Regions from separate parts of the Zea mays genome. Here region 2 is linked to region 1. Evidence: chromatin contacts called from public Hi-C data. All regions are on one chromosome and are shown on one strand. The core of a region is the stretch at or near the end of the contact, and the rest is flanking DNA. Distances in the headings are between cores, read along the strand shown.

Region 1 (5,162 bases), core at 2,448-4,947:
GCTCTCTGCAACAAACATGAATTCAAATAAAACCAATAAATCAATCGGTTACGAAACACTCCAGCTAAATATAATTCAGGCTTCGTGATTTTCCTAGTTTTGAAAGAGCTTGATCTATTGCGACTTACTCCAATCAAACATCAAAATGTAAGGCACACACACACCTCGATCCAAACTAATTAAGACCATGCCGGCACAGCGTGCACATATGATGTTTTTATATAAAGAAAGGATATCTTCGTATTGCCACCTGCAGTTGACAACGGATCGCCAAAAGCATGCCATGGGCGGGCACCCAACCTTCTTGCCACCTGTCTGACCAATAATAGGAGATCGCGATCATATCTTCATACTTTTGCTCATTCTAGGCTCATGACTAGATCCAAATTTTGTACTCCCTTTATAAAGTTTTGTACTCATGACTAGTTCGGTCATAAGTTGTACTACTACTACTACAAAGGACTGTGAGCGCTTCCGTGTTTTGGCGAAGCAAACTTTGGTGGTGTCATGTTTTACGCGCACTTGCAATATATGTCGGCACTAGCTGCCGGATCCTCGAACAGAACAGCAGGTCCACTCAGAATACACGCCTTGCATTGGTCGATGGTTGAAGAATGCAAGTCGTTGCCGCGTGTCAGTTAGTGCCGTAGCATATGTCTGAATGAGACTGGAAACGTCGTTATCGATGACGATCTTGATTCGATGCGAACGGCATATACAGTGACTTTTTCATGCATGCATGCATGTCGGCTCCTAGCTAGCTCGCGCGATCCAAGTCACCATGCAAGTCAGAGAGAGAGAGAGAGAGAGAGAGAGAGAGAGAGATTGGCTGGCCTGGGGAACTCCTGGTCCTGGATGCAATGCATGCAGTGGCGCTGGCCGCTGGGCTAGTCAGGCCTTGCGGCATCTCTGGCCGGATGCCTGTGGCGCGCGTTGCTCTTCTCCTGGTCAAGACGTTGTCACGCGTACGTTGTCCAGGGATTGTTAGTTTGTTACTGCAACCTATGCAGGGTGCAGTGCAGGCATATTACGGACACATGCAATTCATCTGCGCCTGTCTTGGTGTTCCCAAATCGAGAATCAACAGGGCTGCAACTGCAATGCCGCAGGGCGCAGGCAGGCAGCTGAGCTATCACCAGGCATTCAGATTTCAGACATGCTACTATACGATCGGCGCCGTAGATGCACAAAAACACGTCGAACAAACACAAGGCGCGCAGCGCGGGCCCAGAAAAACAATCATCCTCAGATCGAGTTGGCTCAGTCCCGTCCCGTGACCGCGTGCAGGAGCAGGACTGCGGCGTACACTGCGCGTACGGACATGCCGCGCACAGACACAGCCCGGATCTCCGCTCCGATCTCCTCACGCTGTGCACCACTTGGATGTCAGGTTGATAGCAAGCAAGAGGACAAGACACGCATGGAGATGGGGCATGGATCGTGGATCTGCACAGTGATCGAATCCAACTGATCGATGTACGTGGAGCCCGCCCGGCTCCTGGGCAGGGGCCGCCGCCGGGCTGAGCCTACGCGCGTTGGTTGGGTTGGGGTGGTTGTTCCCTCGTCACGTCGCGGCCGTCTCTCCGGCCCCGTGCTCGCCAGCGGACACCCGCGTCATGGGGTTCTGCTGCCACGCATATTCTGTCGTCCATAAGTAGTATGGGGCCGGTGCACGTACAATGTGCTGTCCTCCCGGCTTCGCAACAACGTACGCGGGTGGCGGCCGGGGCACCACGCATATGCTGCATGATCAGACGCCTCGCCTGCAGATCCAGTGCAGCAGACCACTCACCACGCATTATTGGCCGTACAAGTAGCAGCCGGCCGGCAGCCAGAAGCTACCAGACCCAATACAATTCCGGATGTCCGTGTCGAGATGATCGTCAGAGACCGATGGCATCATCTGCAGACCTTGCACGGTGGTCAATCCATGCATCGTATCGTCGTCCCTACCCTACCGATCGCGATCGGAGCTAGTAGCAACTAGCTAGCTAGGACGCAGGGGTGGGTGGGTCAGTGCCGACTCTATACGGCGCGGCGACAGTTATATGTGCCTGCTTCGATCGGTGCCACATGCCTTGCCTCCGCGCTCGGTCGCCGAGGCCACCAAGTCACGCGTGCATGTCAAATACATATTAGGATACAAGTTCCTACTTTAAGTACTTTTCAAATACATATTATTATGTGGGTCCACACCTAACACATGTCCATCCTTAATGAAAGTACACTCTACCTTTATCTAGGTATCCAACTGGCTAGGTTCATAAATCTTGAAAATTGAAGTTATCATAAATGTCTTATTGATGTATCATTTGTCACTAAAAATTAATTCACTCAAATTGAATTGGATAAACAGAGGTCAAACCCTAACCAAAAAGGTTGTTTTTTTGACAACGATCCTCTATAGCGAGAAAAAAATAGGTGGAAAGTATTTCCTCTCCTCCTCATATATTAATTACTGTCAGAGGGCCTATCTAGCGGCCGAATGCGCGCGTCGGCATGCTAATAATAGACACATAGTATATACGCATGATCCGGTCCCATGGTCCCAAAACAATAATGACCCTATGGTGTTGGATCCCAAATGGATTTGGCTCTTGTCTGATCGATATTCGTCGTACTCGAGTCTGACTCTGACTAAACGGGTGGATGCTGTCTTGGATGTTTGTATGCAAGACTCCAGTCCCAGCAGTCTGTATGACCACTCCAATCAATGTCACGTCCACGGAAATCACGCACCGGCTCGGTTCCATCCCGTATATACCCGTCGTGCCGACTACCAAGGGCATATAGCATAGTAGGCCGTGCGACTGATTTCCAATTTTTTTGAAATTCGGAACGACTAACAAGGGCATATATTTTTGTTTCTCCTGTTCATATATAGAACGCTACTCCTATGGGTGACCAACTAAACAGTACTCACGCAGTCACGCTACTGGTCGTGCGGGTGAGTGTGCATACTTGCGGATTTGGGATTTTTGCAGTGTCAAAATTCCTCATCCGCCCTCGCGTGCTCTGCTTGCCGTGCCTTGCCTAGACAACGCACGCACACCGGCGGCACGCGTAAAAGCTGCCAAGAGTCCTCCACGGGCTGCAAAGCGGGGCCAGGTGTCATGGTCAGCGGCCAAGCAAGAAGGTTCCGCTTCCGCCCGCCGTCGCCATCCAATCCGGCCGATCATTTTCTTCCTCCTCCTTTTCAGCTGCGGCAAAAGCAGGCAGCTGCCTCTTCCAGCGCGAGAAGTTAAGGGAAAGTGACGCCGCGCCGCGCACACCACACGGCACATCGCCCGTTTTGCATTGACCCCCGCCAGCGCGAAAACAGCCCATCCAGATCCCGCAAACGGAGGCAAACCGGGGCGGTTTTCAGCTGGACCAGGCCAGGCCAGGCAGTCGACGACGCGCGTGCGATTTTGTTCGCTGCCTGCCTGCCTCCCTCGCGCATGCGAGACCGCGACGGGTGACTTTTACGCGTCTCGTCGCGTCGCGTCGCGATGCCCGGAGCCGGGGCCTCCCAGGCAACCACTTGGACGCGGGGGTCGCCGCCGAAGCCAAGTACAGTACAGCAGGCTGCGGCTGCGGCAGACAGCGACGCGCGCGCCCGAGAGGCCTCCGATTTGTTGCCTAGCTCCCGGTGACGCGGACGGCTATGCGCCAGAGCTAGCTTAACCGCGCGGGTGCATGCACCCAGCCCACCCCTGGAGCGCACGCGTGCCAGCCACCCCGACGACGGCGGGTGAGTGATTGATTTAGTAGGCCGCGCGGAGGGAGGGGAAAACCACGCGAAACGAAAACCTGGCTGGAAGCCGAAAGGCGGAGGAGCGGTTTTGCTGGCTGGGTCGGTGTGTGTGGCTGGTGTTGCTGTACGCCTGTACCTGGTCGGCCGTCCAGATACCAGTAATCTAATGGTGCCCACCCCTCCGTGCCGTCGCTTTCGCTTTCCGTCGTCCGCACCCCCGCCCCGTTCTGGGATCCCTCTGTCCCTTTTGCTTTGCTTTGTTTCCCTCAGTCGCTCCGGTGGACTCGCCTCGCCGTGCACTGAACCTTCACTTGTTCCGCCTGCCGAATCGGATCGGTCCATCGATCCCCCTCTGACCTGACCTGACCTGACTCACACCACTTTTCTAGCTAAGACAATAAGCCCGCATGTGCACAGCGCACGTTCCTATGCCGTGCCTTCCCTGGTTGCTTCCTCTCCTCCTCGATGTGCCACCACTTTTCAGTAAAGTTTGCTCTGATTATTTATACATCGGTTTCAGAAATCAAGTAACAATAGGATATAATGGACAAGAATTTTCAAGGTTTTCTTAACAGCCATTTTGAAAAATGGTCAGGGGTTCTTTGGATCTAAATACAAAAAGATTCAAGCTTTTTTAGTTCCTAAGTCAGTTTGCATCCAATATATTTTCTGTCACATGGACTTTACAGGTTGTCTATGTAAAAGCATGGTCCTTTTTTTGTTTGGCTAATTCTGCCTGTTAAGTGATAGTTAAAAAATAAATGACATCTCTCCTAGTTAGTAGCTTTCCACTGCCTAAACTCTACTGAGGTCTAAAGAGATTGATAAAACATGCCCTTTCAGTTAAAAGTTCATGCACATGTTGGAACAACGCTAGCTGTTCCTCTGAACATTCTACACATATGTAGTGCATTACCAAGTAATTAGTAGTTCTAGTACTTTAATTAGGCTGCATGTATATATACCTTAGTTTATCTAAGTGTGTTTCAGCTGCATGCTCAACAATTCAGCATGTCAATTTCTTAGCATGAAGGCGAGCTGCAACAATTTGCTTGTGGACTTTACAATTCAGCAACACTAGCTAGTTCTGTACTTTACAATTCAGCAACGCTAACCTGTTGTTATCTTTGCTATCTTCCTTTGAGCTGGTGAATCCACAGATTTGGATATATGATACTGATGTGTTGTATTACCTTGACTCAGGCAAAAAATGAGCTTTAACTAAATTTTAAACCAATTTTTTAATTTTTTAAATAAACTAATATCTACGTATACTCTTCGCCCACAAAAGAATGATGTATTCACAAAATTTTTGTCATATAGTTTCTTGGTCTTTATGTTGCTTTTGTCAGCACAACTTGGTTCTTTTATTTGATTGCTGGTATTATTCCAAATAATTTTCTGTCAGCATAACTTGGTTCCTTTA
Region 2 (5,615 bases), core at 882-3,381, 200 kb before region 1:
TGATACGATGATCTACCTTAGTGTTCTCAATGCGACCAACGTGCTCAAGCATAGTAAGTGCATCAGCCATTATCTGGCATGGATGGTTATAGTCGGTGAGACCATTTATGACAGGTACAGCTGCATATTTTGCCAAGTCCAGAATATCCTGTCAAAACCATATGAGAAGTTAGGAGATAGTGCTTGGATGGAAACAAAAAAGGATCAACACCGAGCGGAACTACGCAAGATCAAAACAAGGACAAACGATAATGATAGATTATGAAGACAAAGTATCTCAGTAACAAAGACAACTAAACAAAGATGAACTCGAAGCAAGAGATCAATCCAAAACATCAATTATTTGCTTACATCCAGACAGAACAAGTTTGATATAGTATCGAAGGACACAAACAGACAAAGAAACCACAGAAAAAAAAACTGCCAAGATAATGATACCACAGAAGAAAAAAAAACAGCGAGGTCGGTTCTGAAACCGCATGCATCCATATACATACCAGGACCCATGTTGGCTCTTATATTTCAGAATTAAACAAACTTACTGTTTTAGTTAAATCTATACTAAATCGAAGTTGGTATTTCATATTAATATAATTCTGATTGGCAAAATCTTACTTTTAACTGATGACTATAGTGCTTGTTGTTTTGAGGTAGATATCAAATTGTTGTGCTTAAGCAGCATGGAGAAGACAGATCAAATATGTAAAAAGAAACGATCCAGATTATATGTCCTTGTTGGTTATGTTGGTAAAAAAACACAAAAAAGAAATCTTAATCATACAACTCATGACCAAACCTGATGAGCAAAGACCCTGGCCATAATGATATCATTATAGCCAGAAAGTACTCGAGCAACATCACGAGTCTCCTCACGCTTGCCCATCTGGATATCATCTGGACCCAAATAAATAGCATGCCCACCAAGTAAGAAGAATCCCGCCTCAAATGAAACACGGGTCCTCATTGATGGCTTGGCAAAAATCATCGCCATTGATTTCCCATTGAATGGTTGGAAGCTCCTGTCTCCAGACTTTATCGCTGCCTTAACCTCGATCGCTCGATTAAGGATATTCATTATTGTATCCTTGTCAAAATCATTGATATGAAGGAAATCCTTAGGAGCCTGTTTGGCTGCAAGAAATTGCTACAATCAGAAACAAAGTTTGCTAAGCATGACATAATACTTCCTATAGAATGAAAGCTCACATCGATGCCTAAAACATTTGAGCGCATATATTGGTACGAGAAGCAGAGACAATCACGTTCAGATTTAAAAGTCAGAATTGAGTGCATTTGATGTTCAACACATCAAACAGCAGGACTAGCTCAATGGTGATGCTAAAAAAATCATATTATACAATGTAGAATTTATAAGTGCTGATAAATTTGAGATTCAAGAAAAACAAAAGGTTTAGTAATTCACATATGAAATATGATATATGTATATCTCCACTCAAAATAAGCGTTCCGAGTTGGTCTAGTGGCTACACCATAACAGAACTACAGAAACAAGGCCGAAACTTGGCATAGGCAACTTTTCTAGTTCAAAGAGAAAAATACACCCTGATGAGTACCCAAAATTTGCTACAAACAAAAGGACTTGACCACATTTGACTGTCCCCAATCAACGAAATCAACCAACCATCGCAGCACAGCTTATAGTTTGTCGCATCTCACAGCATTGTTACTTCTAAGTCATAATTGAATCCCCAAACCAAACCCCGAGAGCACAGACCAACAGCCATACCCATACTTTTCAGCAGAACCCTCGATACCAGCAAGCCCCAACCCAGCAACGAAACAGAGTGCTTCAATGCGGCGTTAGAATAACTAACCATCCTTCCCCGCGACGGCCGACACAGCGGGGCTGGACACGGCGGCGACCGCGACCCCGCCGCGGGCCACGGCCGAGGCGGCGGCGGCGATTGGGCGACCGCTGCGAGAAGGGAGCGTGAGCGGCTGCCTGAAGCGGGGGGAGGAGACGACGAGGTGGCCGCTGGAGCCGGAGATCGCCGCCGCCGCCATCATCGCGGGTGGCGCGCGCGTGATTGGGGCGCGGTGTCAGTGAGCCAGTGACCCGGATGGGTGCACGAGTGTGAAGTGAACTCGGGTAGTGCCTTCGCCGGAGTCGGGATACGGATTTGTTGCTAGGCGGAATCAGGTTAGTCTAGGGTTAGGCGAGGTGTTGGCGGGCAGTCACGAATAGCCAACTAGCACAGCTGTTTTTCAAGCAGCCAGCTGGTACTTAAAAGAAACCAAAAAAAGTGACGATCCACTAATAAATATAGAAGTAAATATGCTTATATAGCATCAGACGACGAATTCGTATAGTGAGAAGTGAGATATCTGTTGCTATTTGGGTTATGAGCCAGAGCCGTCGGGGAGGAGAGATCCTAGGATTTTTCTTGGGATCGGCAGAACACCCAATACGCCTTTAAATGACGTACAGCCGGAGAGAAGTGAAGATTAGAAAAAAAAAGAATATATTATTGTCTACTCCTAATGCGAAAAGTAAAGGACGGAAGATAAACTGAATGATCGATTGTTGGTTCTTCAATCGGTCGTACCCCTTTAAATATCACCGGGGGGCTATACCCGTTCCTGGACATCCTCCAACAGCTCCCGCGAGATTAGAGGGACAAACACGCGAGGAGATAGAAGTTTGATGGTCTGATCTAATCCTATCGCGTACCGTCTGTGCCTATAGCCGGACTGTCCGGACCTCAATGACAGATCGGCTGGCCATGACCAGTGCCACAAATGGTGCTCAACACATGCCTCTGTCTTTTGCGGAAGCTGAGTGAACCAAAAGCACTGGTCCATGCTGAAATTAACTCGATGTGACAATATCGGCTTTCCTATGTGTTTTGCTACATACTAGGATGATATCACTGTGTGATCCTCTAAGAGCCTTGATCGGACTATAGCCCCTGATGTCGCTAAGCGTCATATTAGTCCTGGTTAGCTATGTTGGTTACTTGTTTTCAATCGATGTGAATCAAAAACAAGGCAACACAAATATTAGACATTAAGGATCTTCGTCTTTCGAAGCATTATCCTCTTTCAAAGATAATGGTTCGAAGACCAAGGTGATGAAGAACGGGTCTTCATCTCTTATAAAGACAATATTACAATGTAATATAATATTAAGTCTTCATTTATTTCATTAGCATGTTTAAATAATGTTATAATCTGAATTATACACCAATAAAGCATTACAAGCATTTATACATTCGGCTTGCTAGAAGGAGAGAATGTGAGAATGACTTCCAATAAAAGTGTGAACAGTACGATGGTACTATTCATATATTTATAGGCATGGGACGTAGCCCAAACAAAAGTATAATTATGACCCTGATACCTATACATTTGTCCTATTACAGATACTAAGGAAAATGGGTCTTTTCACTGTTGATTTGGTTTCTTGTGTGACCTTCGGGACCACCTCAAGTCGAAGCTCTAACTCTTGCCGAAGCTTTGTTATATTACTTGCATCCCTTGCTCCGCTGCTCTAGCTTCGACATTTGGTCCTTCGACATATCCGTTAAGATGAATCAAAACGGCCTCGTTCATCTAGAGGACCTTCAACAGAGAAGGAGACCCCAACAAGCTTGTCATCCTGCTTACCTAATTTTCTGCATGCTCGGGCGAGGCTCCGTAGTTGACCAGAACTTCTCCCAGTAGGTCGTCCTCCTTGATGTTACCTTCGCCCATAGGTGTTGGCATGTCTTGGAGGTTTTCTAGTGAGGTGCAGATGGTCCTGTCTCAGCGGTCGGGTGGTCCGCTCTGTGCTCAGACGGTCCACCTTATATGCAGAGAGCTTTCTAGCTTTTGTTTCGTCTTCTATCTTCGTGTCCGCTTGAGTTGCTACGACGACTTTTGGTCTCCACCTCTTTTGCGGTGGTAGGTACTGGGATGTGTATTATTCAACATTTTCTTTGTCACTTTTTCTCTGCTCTCCTTCATTCTCGAGCGTTGCAATTTACGCTTTTGAGACCGTGTTAGGCCCGATGGACATCACTGGGGCATGGAGTATTCCTGGTTAACTACTTTGTTGGGTTCTTCTGTGAACCCATTCGGTCTTGCACTTGTAGTGCCAACTTGTCAAATACAGAAGTTTGGGGTGCCCCTAAGAGGGGTATTGTGGCATCCCATATGGGGTACGGTGACTCGCCCCACGTTTGATTGGGTACATAAAGTGTTGGAAGGTATGCATACTGATATGGCACAGGTGGGTATAGGGTGGCGGTGGCGGTGTCTGTGTATGTACATTGGGTCTTAGATGAATATCATTACAAGCTACCTCTTCCGATTGGTGAGAAGACCTAATCGGCCTGACCTGTCTTCGCTCACGGGCAGGTGAGTGAAGTTTCTCTGTTGGTTGATTCTTAGACCAACCATATTTTTCACATGTTTAGATAATAACTGATCAAATGTCGGGCCAGCTTTGACCAGGCGACCGAACATTTAAAAATTATTCCTCTTCCACGTACCTATTTCTGGTCGTCGAGGTTTGAAGGTACGTGGTCGTCGTTGTCCCTGGGCGCTGTTGGACTATCCGTCTGATCCATCCGGACTGTCCGGCGGTGTCCCGATCTGTCCGCGTTTGCACGTCGGACCGTCCATGGTGCGCAGAAAAGGGGCCCATGCCTGGTCGCCTTCTCGTGCCTGCCCCCTAGCATTGGAGGTCGTGATGGTGATCTTTAGTGTTTCCCCTGCATCTGGGATCTTTTCCACCATCACTTTTTGAAAGTCGCCTAGAGGGGGGTGAATAGGCGAAACCTAAAATTTATAAACTTTAAACACGCACTAAGGCCGAGGTTGGTGTTGGAATTAAATCAGAGTATGAAAGATAGTTCTCCTTGCTATGAGTTGCTCAATCAATGCGGATAACGTCTGGGAGCAAACTCAAATCTATATGAGCAAGGGAACTTTTAGAGAGAGAGGAAAGAGGGAGAACAAATAAAGTGAAGTTCAACAAGTGAACACGGTAATTTGTTTACTGAGGTTCGGTTTCAAAGAACATAGTCCCCGTTGAGGAGGCCACAAAGGCCGGGTCTATTCCAACCCTTTCCCTCTCTTAATCGGTCACTCAGACCGATCGAGTGCTTTTTTCTCAATCTCACGGGTCACTAAGACACCGCAAGGATCACCACACAATTAGGTGTCTCTTGCAAGCTTTACAAAACACTTAGAGAGTTTAGAGAGAGATGAGGAAAGCACGATTAAGAAAGCCAAGCAGCAAGAGCAACAAATGAAACACGAATCACACTCTCTCAAGTCACTAATCACTAATGATCACTTGTCTCAATTGTGGAACTTGGAGAGATTGGAAACTTTGAATGTGTCTTGGAATGGATTGCTAGCTCTTGTATTGAATGTGTATGAGTAGAATGCTTGGATGATCTGAATGCAGGTGGTTGGGTTGTATTTATAGCCTCCAACCACTTCCTAGCCATTGCTCCAATTATGCTGACCACAGACGATCCGCGCTGCTGGTCCGGACGGTCCGCCCCTGCACATCAACGACTGAAATCGCAACGGTCAAGTAACAGCTATAGAGCATTTAATGTGTCGTCAGATGTCAGATAAAGCAGTCGTGGACGTTCCGGCCG

Evidence for each region. Hi-C and Micro-C count contacts between places; a contact is called where the count stands out from the background.
Region 2: a contact with region 1 is called in a Hi-C map of leaf, with 5 times the contacts expected there. The contact joins the promoter of LOC100280306 here to the enhancer-like site in region 1. A contact is called at or near these places in 3 of 25 Hi-C or Micro-C datasets (bundle sheath, ear and leaf).

Annotation. Positions count from the first base shown.
Region 1 is chr5:208,706,231-208,711,392 of Zm-B73-REFERENCE-NAM-5.0, reverse strand. No RefSeq gene overlaps it. Among protein-coding and RNA genes, the nearest start is that of LOC111589482, 30 kb to the left of the region's middle. Within about 2 kb of position 3,697, at least 20 of the 20 cell types and tissues checked have an H3K27ac peak or open chromatin away from gene starts, as enhancers often do. A contact at or near this core is called in bundle sheath, ear and leaf, where this site is marked.
Region 2 is chr5:208,900,257-208,905,871 of Zm-B73-REFERENCE-NAM-5.0, reverse strand. LOC100280306 reads right to left here and starts at 2,131. Exons shown (of 5, transcript NM_001153232.1): 1 at 1,836-2,131; 2 at 797-1,131; 3 at 17-148. The coding sequence starts at 2,028.